Regions from separate parts of the Mus musculus genome. Here region 2 is linked to region 1. Evidence: chromatin contacts called from public HiChIP or PLAC-seq data. All regions are on one chromosome and are shown on one strand. Each heading gives the region's core, a stretch centred on a gene start, on an enhancer-like site or on the middle of the called end of the contact. The rest is flanking DNA. Distances are from core to core; before and after follow the strand shown.

Region 1 (6,660 bases), core at 516-3,015:
GTTCAAGCAACTGATCAAATGCTTGTCATTTACACTGCAGAAATATGAATGGCCCGGGCTGGCATCTAGCTCTTGGCACACTGTGTCCTACATTCTGCCTGAGGAAACCATGTAGAAAATGGCTTAAATGGTGCATAACACATCCATGAGCTGGTCCGATAAATACTTAAAACAGTCGAGTGGGAGCTTCGGACGCTTATGACGCTCCGGAGTTCCAGCTTCCAGTTTAGCGTTTGCTAAAAGACAAGAGTCCCAGAAGCCTTTCTAGCCCCGCTCTGGAAATCAGCTCTATCTGCTGAATAGAATTGGGAGTCTCTTTGTCTCTCCGTCTGCCAGTCAGCTAAGACTTGGTTTGAGTCCAGACGGTTTGCTTTAGAATTTGGCTTTGGCATTCAGACACGGATGCTCAGGGAGCACCCCGGAGTCCGTGACATCTTGGTCACCCGTAGTTTATCCATATGCACGTCCCATCAGGAACGGGGTACACTTCTCCTAGCCTGTGTCTGGCTCTTAGATTGGTGAAACCTGACTGTGGCCTAGAACTTAGAATGACAGGTTTGGTTCCATTTGAAACTGGCGGGGCTTTCACAGACAGTGACAATCTGTTCTGCGAGTGGGGAGGAGGGAGGAAGAATTCTAAAACGTTGACACGAAGCCAAAAGGAGTGGAGAAGAACAAGGGCTGTCATTATTATTTCATCAGCTAGCTTTCAAGTGAGAGCCTCAGTCACATAATACGGTGCCTTCAATGTAATTAAAAACCCTAGCCGCATACGGAGCATTAGCAGCATCAGGCCACGTTTTGGGAAGGAGACATCTTGTCCTGTTTACATGCTGAAATACTCCAGGAGCCTCCACCAGCACCCCTGCCCTATCTAAAACAGCAGTTTCTCTACTGGATAGAAAAACGAATTTGGTGTTCAAATAAGTTCACTCTTAATATGCACTAAGCTTGAGGTTTCCCTAAGGCCCTCTGTCATGGCAGCGAAGCCTGTGCTGAGAATCGATTCTGCTCCCAAAGGGCCTTGGGACTCTCCTGACCCCTCCAAGAAAATTCTGTCACCCAGCTCAGTAGTGTGGCTTTCTGCCTCCTCCTCACTGTGGGAGGGGCCACCTGAGAACCTCCCTGAGCTGCTGAGTTTACATCCAGTTCCCAGGGTTGCTTCTTTTATGATTGCTGCCGGTCTTTAAACCTTCACTATCTGGCCACCATGTTGCCTCCCTCTTGCAGGCCCCAGCTGAGCACTTCCAAGAAGCACAGGTGCCTAAAAACATGAGATCCAGGCCTGTCCCATCTCCGCTGGTTGGCTCGCTCTTTTTAGCTGTGCAATGTGTGGTCCCCATCTGTGCCCCTGTCTTTCTTCTTCCAGTATCCTATGCTTTCAGTCTGTCTGCTTGCTTCTCACCGACTGTCTTCTACAGCTCTAATGCTTATTTGTAAACCCTTGTGTTTCCAAATCTTTGCCGGGCCATGGGCACGGGCCGTGGGGCTTGCACATCTTATACAAACAAAGCACAAGCAGACTTGACTCTCTGACTTGAGGTCTGCCTGAAGGAGTCCCTGGACTCACCTGGGCAGGATCCACATCGTTCAGCATAACTACGGATGTGCAGTGGTAATCCAAGACCAGTCGCCAGAAGTCTTTGACGGTGTTTGGCAAAGGATGCTGGGTGACTATAAATGCTGAAGGCTGTTTATAGCTCTGCAGACACGAAGAGAAAGATCCAGATATAAACAGCACAACGTGAGGGGAGGCAGTGGAGATATTTTGTGCATGTGGAGATGTGCGGCAAAACGCATCCGATGTGTTTAGTACTTGTTTGGCTCTATCATCCTTGTCAACTCCAAAATGGACTAAAAATAAACTTTTCTGTGAAACTATGATGAATCATTCTCACTTTGATATCATGGGAACTTCACATTTATTTCTTACCATTTTGTTTTATACTTCTGACGGGCAATGTATTGGCTCTCTCTATTAATAATTTTAGGGGAGGGTGTTTCACTTTACTTTAAAAACTAAGTACCATGAAAACAGTTCTTTCTCAAACTTGCTGGTTTGTTGTTTATCTGGGCGACTCGGTTGCTTATTCCTGCCATGAAAGATATGCACGCTTTTGTTAGCTCTGGGAGCTTTAAACAAGCTTAAGCCCCTTTTATGATATCACACCAGCGGAATTAAAATTTACACATTAGCACTGAAAATATCCGTTTACTTTCTTGTCAGTTGAATAGCAAGAAGTAAACAGACTGGCAGGAAGCGATGAGTTGTGTTTCCTTCCCATGTTAATTACCACCTAAATTAGGAAGAAAGAGAACTAAATAATGCTGTCTGTCACCGTATCCCCTTTCCCCGCCAGATACCTTAACAGCTGCCCCTTGCTTTCTGGCCGGTAGGCTAAAAACCTGACAGTGTGGCATAGGTGATCTTTGTGTCTGAGCACTTCAGACAGGTGGATAGTTGGCTTGTGAAGCAGTAACTGCTGCTCCTCACCAAACCACACACTGGAATGCTAACTCTGTTTTTGTTGTTGGATGTGATAGCTTGCCTCTGGAAAGGCTCAGGGGGCAGATAAGTGAGATAAGGGTTCCCTGTGTCCCCGGGGCTCTGTCTCGGGGACATGCGTTGTCTATTTCCTTCCCATGTGTCCCCAGTGCCTTACGTCCATTAGGGCTGCATTGATGTAGTTGCTGCTCTCTCCATCGATGGTGATGAGGAAGGGCAGGCAGCGGTCCGGAGGCAGGATGTCCATGCAGCGATTTTTCTCGTGGTTCCGGGGTAGGAGTGCGATGCTGCAGTCCTCCACACGCAGCGTGGGGGTCACCATGTTGAGAGTCTGTGGGATAAATGGGAAAGGTGAGATCTCCCAGCTCCAGTCAGGTCTCCACAGGTGGCTGATTTCCTGCTTCCCCATGACTCCATAGCATGAATACACTTTGAAAACACTGTATTGTACCCCATAAACAAGTGCAGTTATAATGTGCCAACTGAAAAATGTGATACAACTGAGAGACTCCTTAGGAAGTGTGGGCTGATAAGATGGTCCAGAAAGGAGCTAAGGGCAAGTCGATTCTCTAAAAGGCATATAAGGTAGGCTCAGCTGGCTGAAATCTACAGGCTCCATTTTCTCTTTCCCTCGTTGAGTTTTGTCTACACACAGCACATAGCAGCCAGAGGCAGAGGCTAAGGGTCCTTGCAGATCCATAGAATACAGCACCCGTAGCTCTGACTAGAGCAGGTTACTGAAAATCTTGGAGGCCAGAAGTTGGAGAGGATTTGGTCTAGAGTTAGGTACAGTTAGATAAAACCTGAACATAAGTAACTTTTACCTAAATGAAGATTTAGGCACATGGAGTGTCCTGCAAAGCCATGTCCATGGTTGGGCTGCACCCATGCTTCGTTATACTGTGAATCAAGTGTCCTGATCTTGGAACTGGTTGGTGGCTATCTGACATGCAGATGACACCGCTAGACTAGAGACTGTGAAGCCAAGTAGTTCTGGCCCTGGAGGGGTTTGGCCTGGTGCTGCTACAGACATTTTGAAAGCAGAGCCAGGGTCAATGCTAAACACCCTATTGGCCACACAGGAAAGTCATCCAGCCTCAACTGTCACTAGTCCCTAGGTGAGAAGCTCTTGTTGATTCAAAGGAGGGCCTAAGAGCTTACTTTAAGGAGTTTTCCTAAAGAGGGAAAGCCATAGCCTTCCAATCTCCCTGCCCCACCCTGCCTGGCTCCCCGATTACCCGGAATTCCTCTTTAATTTGGCTTGAGTTTGTCTGTGGGTCCAGTTTGTTCATGTCATAGTAGAGAGACCTGACTTGGGAGGCAGGGATGGAGGTGTCTCCACAAAGACAGGCTTCCAGGATCGCATCATGGATAAAGACGTACTGCTCCTGAAGAGGCAAGATGGACTTAGTTAGTGATGGGGAAGAACTGAAGATGAACCCAGAGGGCTAGAGAAGGCAGGGGTAGTGTTCTGTAACCCAGCTGATAGGAGCAGCCCATCCACAACAGAGAAGCATCAGGAGGCCCGTGTGCCAGGGCACTGGGCTGTCCAGCTTTATCAAGAATATCCCACAGACCAATTACAGCGGGTGGGACAGTAGCCAAAACACCTCTCGAGTTCCAATCCCATGAATTTGGAACCCAAATTCAGATGGGGAGTGAGCATGATTTTGGTTGACGTTGGAAGAATTTCCTAATCAAGTTCACAATATAAAAATGGTTCAGGGAAACTCAACCACGCTCCGGAGACAGTTGCAATTGTTAGTTATTTCAAACCGTTAGTTAATGGTTCTAGTTCTGATAATTATCAAAGTGCTAATAAGTGTAGAATATAGCTCTTATATGTGTGTATAGTTGATAGTTAAAAGATGGATTCTCTTCTCACCTGAGGAATACCGAATGGCAGAGAAGCACCTGAAAAAATGTTCAACATCCTTAATCATCAGGGAAATGCAAATCAAAACAACCCTGAGATTCCACCTCACACCAGTGAGAATGGCTAAGATCAAAAATTCAGGTGACAGCAGATGCTGGCGAGGATGTGGAGAAAGAGGAACACTCCTCCATTGTTGGTGGGATTGCAGGCTTGTACAACCACTCTGGAAATCAGTCTGGCGGTTCCTCAGAAAATTGGACATAGTACTACCGGAGGATCCAGCAATACCTCTCCTGGGCATATATCCAGAAGATGCCCCAACTGGTAAGAAGGACACATGCTCCACTATGTTCATAGCAGCCTTATTTATAATAGCCAGAAACTGGAAAGAACCCAGATGCCCCTCAACAGAGGAATGGATACAGAAAATGTGGTACATCTACACAATGGAGTACTACTCAGCTATTAAAAAGAATGAATTTATGAAATTCCTAGCCAAATGGATGGACCTGGAGAGCATCATCCTGAGTGAGGTAACACAATCACAAAGGAACTCACACAATATGTACTCACTGATAAGTGGATACTAGCCCAAAACCTAGGATACCCACGATATAAGATACAATTTCCTAAACACATGAAACTCAAGAAAAATGAAGACTGAAGTGTGGACACTATGCCCCTCCTTAGAAGTGGGAACAAAACACCCATGGAAGGAGTTACAGAAACAAAGTATGGAGCTGAGATGAAAGGATGGACCATGTAGAGACTGCCATATCCAGGGATCCACCCCATAATCAGCTTCCAAATGCTGACACCATTGCATACACTAGCAAGATTTTACTGAAAGGACCCAGATGTAGCTGTCTCTTGTGAGACTATGCCGGGGCCTAGCAAACACAGAAGTGGATGCTCACAGTCAGCTAATGGATGGATCACAGGGCTCCCAATGGAGGAGCTAGAGAAAGTACCCAAGGAGCTAAAGGGATCTTCAACCCTATAGGTGGAACAACATTATGAACTAACCAGTACCCCTGAGCTCTTGACTCTAGCTGCATATGTATCAAAAGATGGCCTAGTCGGCCATCACTGGAAAGAGAGGCCCATTGGACACGCAGACTTTGTGTGCCCCGGTACAGGGGAACGCCAGGGCCAAAGGGGGGGAGTGGGTGGGTAGGGGAGTGGGGGTGGGTGGGTAAGGGGGACTTTTGGTATAGCATTGGAAATGGAAATGAGCTAAATACCTAATAAAAAATGGAAAAAAAAATTATTTTTTATAAAAAAAAAAAAAAAAAAAAAAAAAAAGATGGATTCTCTAGGACTGTGCATGTAGCCCCATGGCAGACAGCTTGTCTCACAGGTGCAAGCCCCGATGACCACATCAATAAACAGGTGTAAAAACTATTCTTCTAAATGTGACTTGGCAGGGACTCTCCCTAGAATTAATTAGGTTTCGGCATCTTTATTATTGGTCTTCGATTACATGAAGTATTAAAGGCTTTCTTATCATTAATTTCTGTAAATAGCATTCTGGAAAAAGTATGATAAAGTGAGAAGATGGCTGCTTTAATACTTGATGAATTGTTAAAGTATTAAATGTAGAAAGTTAATCACCATTATGGTTTGAAATATGTCCCTAGTCTAAAGAGAAGAGGCACTGAAGGAGCCCTTTTGACTTCTGACATTCTTATGCTTGTTAAAGGCCCCACAGGGTTTGTAAACTCTTGTGTGTGACCTGCACATAGGGCTATTCATTTGTTCTTCAGTCTGCTTCAGGAACAGTCCTCATGGACCCTAGGTTCCAGGCCCCAGGTCCAGGATATAAGTTTTAGAAATGTCAACTTCTTGATATACCTCTCATTTCAACTTTAAGCATTACTAATTGGTACAAAACACCACAAATTGGACAAAGTCCCATGATGTCAGGCAGCGCAGGGAGAACGTTTTTTCCGGCTAGGAGACTGGTGTCGAATGGGGGAGATTGCCCTGAAGCAGCCTGGCAGGCGCCTCGCTATCCTCAGGAGCTGTCTTGCTCTGCTTCTCGGCTAATGTAAAAGACAGACTGAACAGGCGCAGTGTTGGAACCGCGGATGCTTAATGTAGAAGCTCTTCTGGGTCCCTTGGCACAGGCAACTGTGCGAATGTAGGTTGATGGCTACAGATTCCCGTCCCCGGAAAAACTCTTGGCACCAGAATCTGTAACTTGAAAACTCCCTTTTGGTTTGTTTTTGAAAGAGCACACAGAAGAAGGAAGGGGCAGGGCCCGGAGAAGTCAGAA
Region 2 (6,582 bases), core at 1,681-4,180, 540 kb after region 1:
TGGTCAGTGTTGGGAACCTCTTCCCTTATCCCTCTCTCCCATAACCCCATAACCCTGGAGCTACAGGGTGTGGCCCTGGGGCCCCCAGGTCGGGGGCTGCCCCTTTTCTACTGGGTCAGAGGCTTGAATGCTCACCTGGGGCTGAGTGGAAAACGTCCAGCAGCCCTCCCATGACTGCGTCTGCCTGCCCAGAGCATAGGAGGGACTCTGGCCAGACGTGGGCCTCTTTCCCCCTCCCCTACTTCCCTAGGGACCTCCTTTTTTGTTTCCAACAGAAGAGGAAGAAGAGGAAGAAGAGAAGAAGAGGAAGAAGAGGAAGAAGAGAAAGAAGAAGAATCCTCAGACATGGCCAATCATCTCTATACTTCCTTTCAGGCATTTTTTTTCTGCTTTACCTCATAAGCAATCTAATAATTTCCTCAGCCTCTTACAATTACCTTCAGGCAGATCCAGACTACAAAATAGAAATAACTTCTCTACCTTAAATGATGAACCCATTGTAGACTGTGCAGGGTTTCACTGGAAGATCTACAGCCTGTTTCTTTATAGGACCAGCCCTCCATGTATGTAAGGCCCTGGACTGCATCCACAGTACTGAGAAGAAAGAGAGAAGGGGAGCGAGGAAGGAGGAAGAGGGATGGGGAGAGAAAAAGAACCCTATGTGCAACCCCTTTTAATGATCTTCCATAAAAGCAGGCACCTCTTTGGGAGGAAAAGATAGGTAGGAGATGCCCATCACACACAGCCAAAAAAAAAGGTAGCTACTCATCTCCTCTGTCTTGAGAACTCTCACACTGTCCTGCTCTAAACAATCTCTAGAAATGGTTGTCTACAAATACACACACACACACACACACACACACACACATGTATATATATGGAACTTTAAAGTGGCTAGTACAGAGGGTGACAATTATTTAAGACTTATCATATCACACATATATAATCGTTACAGTGTTCTTTGTCTTTCAAATTTCAAAGAAATGTTTAGAAAAAGTAGAATTGGTGGGACAGATAATGTAGAAATATCTTCATCTTAATCCTTAAAATAAACAGAAACCCTCTGAGCCAGACATGGTCTGCTGAAACAACGAAGTGAAGCCATCACCACTAAAGCCCTGTATTAAAGCACTGACCGTGGATTCTCAATGTTTCCTCCACATAAGCCCAGTTTCTCTCTTTCTTCTAAAACAGGACAACCAAACTGGAAAAGTAATAGAACTGGGACAGTGGAAACTGTAGGAGACAAAATGGTAGCACCCAAGCTGAACTGCCGCTGAAGCTGCTGACAGTTTAATTTCAAATCTCCTTAGAGAACTATATATGCTGTTCTTAACATTGACTACCCTGGTTGCCATTTCTACTTTGCATTGTATATTTCGTTTAACATTTTTCTTGCCAATTGGCATAGCTATAATGTGGTTTCTAGTTATTCCACTCTACAGGACCATATTGGATCTATACATTATTTTCAGATTCAAACTCTTAAAACATGGAGTAAATACCCAACAGTAAAATGGCTGAATATTATTTCCTGGAAATATATAACAACAGGAAACTGCAGGTCCAATGACCCTCTCTAAAGAATCCAAAGAAGACCGACAGATAACAAGGAAATCCTGGCCTTGGGGAGTTTGGCCATGAGTATAGAAGAAAGTTCAATCCTCTCAAAAGCTACAGTGGCCTTTGTGGTAGCAAATACCTTCCCATGCCAGCACTTGAGAATTATGGGCCAACCTGGTCTATATAGGGTCCCAAGCCAGACAGGGCTGCACAGTGAGACATTGTCTTTAAAGAGCTATGCAGTGTAGGGGATCAAGGAAAAGAAGTTTGCTCATGAAAGCCACTGAAGAGAAAGGGTAAACACGCACAATGAAGTAGAAGACAGTGTGCGACCCAGACCCCATTTTCTGAGATCGAATTCTAAGCATGAATGATTTGGGGCTTTTGGGAAACCCAAAATTCCTGGTTTTCTCTAGGCCATCGCAGACAGCAGTCACTTGTGGCCACTGTAACACTGCAGGGGACTCACTCTTCTGCTGTGTATGTTAACATTCCTCCTGTCGCTGAGTCAAAGCTACCACACAAAGGGCATTAAACATGAGGGACTCAAATGAGAAAAAAAAAAAAATAGATGATGTCCAAGTTTATCATTCCCACAATTACAGAGAGACTTTCCTTGCTAGGTTATACCAAGAGTCAAAACTCATGATGGAGACATCAGATGCAGGGCTCTGATCTCCTTGGCCACATCACTGTGCTCTGAACACTGAGTACAGATGGGAGATACTCAGATCTTCCTGCACATCACAGCTGCTTGTGTTACCTCAAAGCACAATCAAGTTGTTCTATTGGTCAGCTAATAAAGGAGCAATGAGTGACGTACAGTAGAGCTGTACACAGAGAAGAGCCTGGAAATGGGGAAGGAGAAAACAGGGCTGCAGCAGCAAACCAGAAAATGAGGGAGGGGCTGGGGAGATGGGCTGACAGGTAAGGGGCTTGCTGAGCAAGCAGGGAGATCCCCAAAATCCAAACAAAAAACTGGGTTATGGCCATACATGGTTCTGCAATCCCTATACAGGACAGAAACATCAAGATAGCTGGAGCATGGGCATCAGCAGCCTCTCTCAGGTTCAGTAAAGGATGCTATCTCAAGAGGATGAGGGGAGGTAATTAATGCAGGACACCCAAATTCCTTCTTTTGCTTCTGCCAGTTCATACATGAACATGGTACACAATACATAGACACACGCATTTGTGCATACACCACACACACACACACACACATACACTAAAATTAAAGGTAAAAGAAAATGCAGAGGTTGTGCCCTGTGGAATGAGACAAGGCATCACCCACAGCTACCTCATGGTCCCTGTTTGTCAGGATCCTCCATTCTTTATGTAGGCTTCGTTGGGTTATGACTTAGTATTGCCAAAAGTGTGAAGTCATTCGTCCTTCACGCTGACTCAACCACCTCTGGTGATACAGCTACATGTGACTCAGAATCACATTTCAGTCAGGAAACATAATTCAGAAAATGTTTACGGATGCTTAGACTGACTATAAATATTTCTGTATGTGTGTGTGCACGCGCGCACATTTTTATTCGGTCTGTAGAAACCACTGGGGCATTGACGATTGGTATGTGCTAAAATGGCAAAGCAGCAATGCAGAAATAAGCATCTGAGAAATCAAATAAGTCACCTATCCAAGGAATGCGAGCAAAGCCCTCAAACAGCATTGCGCGGTGGATGCTTTCTTAAAACAACACGCATTTAAACAGCAAGCCTTGTAAGATGCAGGTCTCTCCCTGGAGGGCTCACCTATACCCCACTTTTCAATACATTTGCCCAAGTCTATTCTGCTAAAAACACCATCTTAAAAGCAAAGAGCTTGCTTGAATCTGCCTTCTGGCGAATGCGTATTAATCAGTATTCATCCCTGACAAACCTTACTCCTCCTTCAACTGCAAGTTCAATTATCACCTTAATTATGCATTTACTCTACAAATATTGTGTCTACACCTTCAGCATTGGGGATCCTAGGAAAACAGAGCTAAGCCACTCACATGTGTTCCCCCAAAGACAAGTTCACAGAACGCCACAGGGTGGGGGTTAAAATGCTATGTGATCACTGCAGGGTTGGTGTGGAAAGGGGGGCATCAAAAATCAGAGGCTGGGAGACCCATCACCGAGAAGAGTGAAGCTTTGCTCTCCAATTCTGAGACTAAGGAAGAATATGGCAGGGGAGGAAAGCCTTAGGAGAGTGAACGTTACAGCCCAAGACAACAACAAGGATGAATGTAAGAGGATCATGGGGGGCTTCTCAATCTCCCAGGGCTGTACTCAAGTTATGCATTGCATAAATAGTCACACTATGGCAGACTGGTGCAAAGAGAGACTGGATTAAAGGACCTGTTGATCTGTTATGACATTCATTGACTGCCTTTTGAGGCCATGTCCAAACCACATTTCTCTACTCCAATAACATAAACACTTCCCATTGTCTTCTAACAATTTCAGTTTCAGATTTACATATAAGGCTTTGTACTGGCTAGTTTTGTGTCAACTTGACACAGCTGGGGTTATCACAGAGAAAGGAGCTTCAGTTGAGGAAATGCCTCCATGAGATCCAACTCTAAGGCATTTTCTCAATTAGTGATGAAGGGGAAAAGGCCCCTTGTGGGTGGGACCATCTCTGGGCTGGTAGTCTTGGGTTCTATAAGAGAGCAGGCTGAGCAAGCCAGGGGAGGGAAGCCAGTAAAGAACATCTCTCCATGGCCTCTGCATCAGCTCCTGCTCCCTGACCTGCTTGAGTTCCAGTCCTGACTTCCTTTGGTGATGAACAGCAGCATGGAAGTGTAAGCCGAATAAACCCTTTCCTCCCCAACTTGCTTCTTGGTCATGATGTTTGTGCAGGAATAGAAGCCCTGACTAAGACAGGCTTTAACACATTTTTTTTTTGTATGAAGATGTATAGAGCCTCATTCTTATGTATATGGCTATCTGGTTTTCTGTGCCATTTAATGAGGCGATCTTTCAGCCCCCCCCCCAATACTTGTTCTTGGCATCTTTGCTGAAGAACAACTGACTGTTGGTTCACAGATTTACACTGGGTGTCTCTATTTAATTCCACTGGTCTCTATGTCTGCCTTTTTTTTTTCTGCCAGTATATTGCTCACAGAATTATTCACAATATTTTGGTTTTGTTCAGAAGAGCAAATTTAGGAAATTAATCTAGATTTTAGTGGGTGGAGAGATTTTCAACACATACACATAATGGAATACTATTCAGACATAAAAGTTATGGAAATGGAAGATAGCATGTCAAGTTAAACTAAGTCAAGTAGACACAGATTTATATAGATAGATATAGATAGATATAGATATAGATAGATATACACATATAGATATATAGGTATATATTTTATATATATATATATCTTATTCATTTGCAGAATTTTTAAGAACTGTCATAGAAATAGTGAATAGAAGCCTGTACACATACAGAAATTGGCCAACAGCTATAGCTACAACTACAGAGAAGGAATTAATGGTTATTGTTTTCATTGCTCGTTTAATTCTTCCTCTTCAGCTTTGTTTTTGATGGTGCTTCTGGTGGTAAAATTCAGATGTTCACATTATTGATGCTACAACCAAGCCCAGGAATAAGTTTTGATGTTCGTGCCATTATGCAGTAAAGTAACCATAGTTAATAATCATCTGATATACATTTCAAATGAACTGTGCACAAAGGAATACTAAGTGGACCTCTGCTGCATAAATATAGACACATATCAAAGTAGTATGTGGTAGCATAAATGTGTATGAATACATTCATATTTTAAGTTACAAAATAATCAAATCAAAGGACCAGTTAGAGTAGACTTGAAAGGCTCAGGAATAAAGGGGAATGTCTGAGGGTGTGTGGGGGTAGGAGGTAAGAGAGCCAGGGCGTGGAAGTGCAGCAGGCCTTATGGGAGACAAGGGTGTGTTTGGGGCCGCTGTCTGGAGCAGAATGAATACAGAGAACATCTGTGCAAGATTGGGCAAAGTATGTAGATCTCAATAAAGGGTTTTCAATGCTACAATGTTGCAATAAGAGAAGATGCTGAAATTTTGTTGTCAACAATGTAAACTTGTCAAACTCCAACATCCCATAACTCCCAGTCCTACCCCACGACTGAGGAACTACCTGGAGACAAAGTTGTTACTATGTCATCCTGATTACCACAGACTTGCAATCTAAAACTAAGGAGCTGGGATCCTCTTCCTCCTCTCAGTCTTTGGACTCACTGACGACAGGCACGAAGGGAATACTACATTGCCCTCTCTAAGGGCCATGCTGCTTTCCAGCCTGTGAAACTCACCTCTTAAAACTCTGTAAGTTCTACAAATTATGCTTCCATTCCCATACATGAGATGAAAGTGGATAAGACATCCTCCTCTGGAGCCCAAGGAAGCCAATATTTGCCATGTGAGGTTATGGCTACCCTTTTAGGTGATTGTGTCAACTGGCTGAACTGCAAGGTGGTTGTCAGGACCGTTCGGTGAGGACCGAACCAATAATACTTTGGTGTGTGCATCACACCGTTGGTTCAAGACTCTCTAACCATTGAGCTCTCCTCTGAGGATGAAGTGAATGGTAGCTCAACAGTATAAGAATTTCCCACATCAGATCACAGGGTTCTTTTACCACCCCGTGGAGCAAGAACCCGATTCAATTTCTCAAGTGTATGCAAACACATCAACAAGAGTGAGCATGCAGTATGCTTTCAATAATCCACATCTTAGTTAGGGTTAGTTAGGTACTGATGCAACAAAACACCAAGACCAAAGAGCAAATTGGGGAGGAAACAATTAATTTGGCATACACATTTCTGTATTGTAGTCCACCCTTGAAGGAAGTCAAGACAGGAACTCAAACAGAGAAGGAACCTCAAAGCAGGAGCCTATGCAGAGGCCATGGAGGGGTGCTGCCTACTGTCTTGCTCCTCGTGGCTTGTTCAGCCTGCTTTCTTATAGAACCCAAGACCAGCAACCCAGGGATGGCACCCCCTACAGTGGGCTGTTCCCTTCCCC

Evidence for each region. HiChIP or PLAC-seq counts read pairs in DNA pulled down with a chosen protein or histone mark.
Region 2: a contact with region 1 is called in an H3K27ac HiChIP or PLAC-seq map of SST interneurons, with 4 times the contacts expected there. The contact joins two enhancer-like sites. A contact is called at or near these places in 2 of 115 datasets of contacts at active chromatin or transcription factors (SST interneurons and embryonic fibroblasts).

Annotation. Positions count from the first base shown.
Region 1 is chr17:66,686,681-66,693,340 of GRCm38.p6, forward strand. Ptprm (protein tyrosine phosphatase, receptor type, M) reads right to left here. Exons shown (of 31, transcript NM_008984.2): 25 at 3,745-3,894; 26 at 2,664-2,837; 27 at 1,571-1,702. Among named protein-coding and RNA genes, the nearest start is that of 1700016K05Rik, 24 kb to the right of the region's middle. Within about 2 kb of position 1,766, at least 22 of the 459 cell types and tissues checked have an H3K27ac peak or open chromatin away from gene starts, as enhancers often do. A contact at or near this core is called in SST interneurons, where this site is marked.
Region 2 is chr17:67,230,296-67,236,877 of GRCm38.p6, forward strand. All of the region lies in intron 1 of Ptprm (protein tyrosine phosphatase, receptor type, M), which reads right to left. Among named protein-coding and RNA genes, the nearest start is that of Gm52313, 57 kb to the right of the region's middle. Within about 2 kb of position 2,931, at least 10 of the 459 cell types and tissues checked have an H3K27ac peak or open chromatin away from gene starts, as enhancers often do. A contact at or near this core is called in SST interneurons, where this site is marked.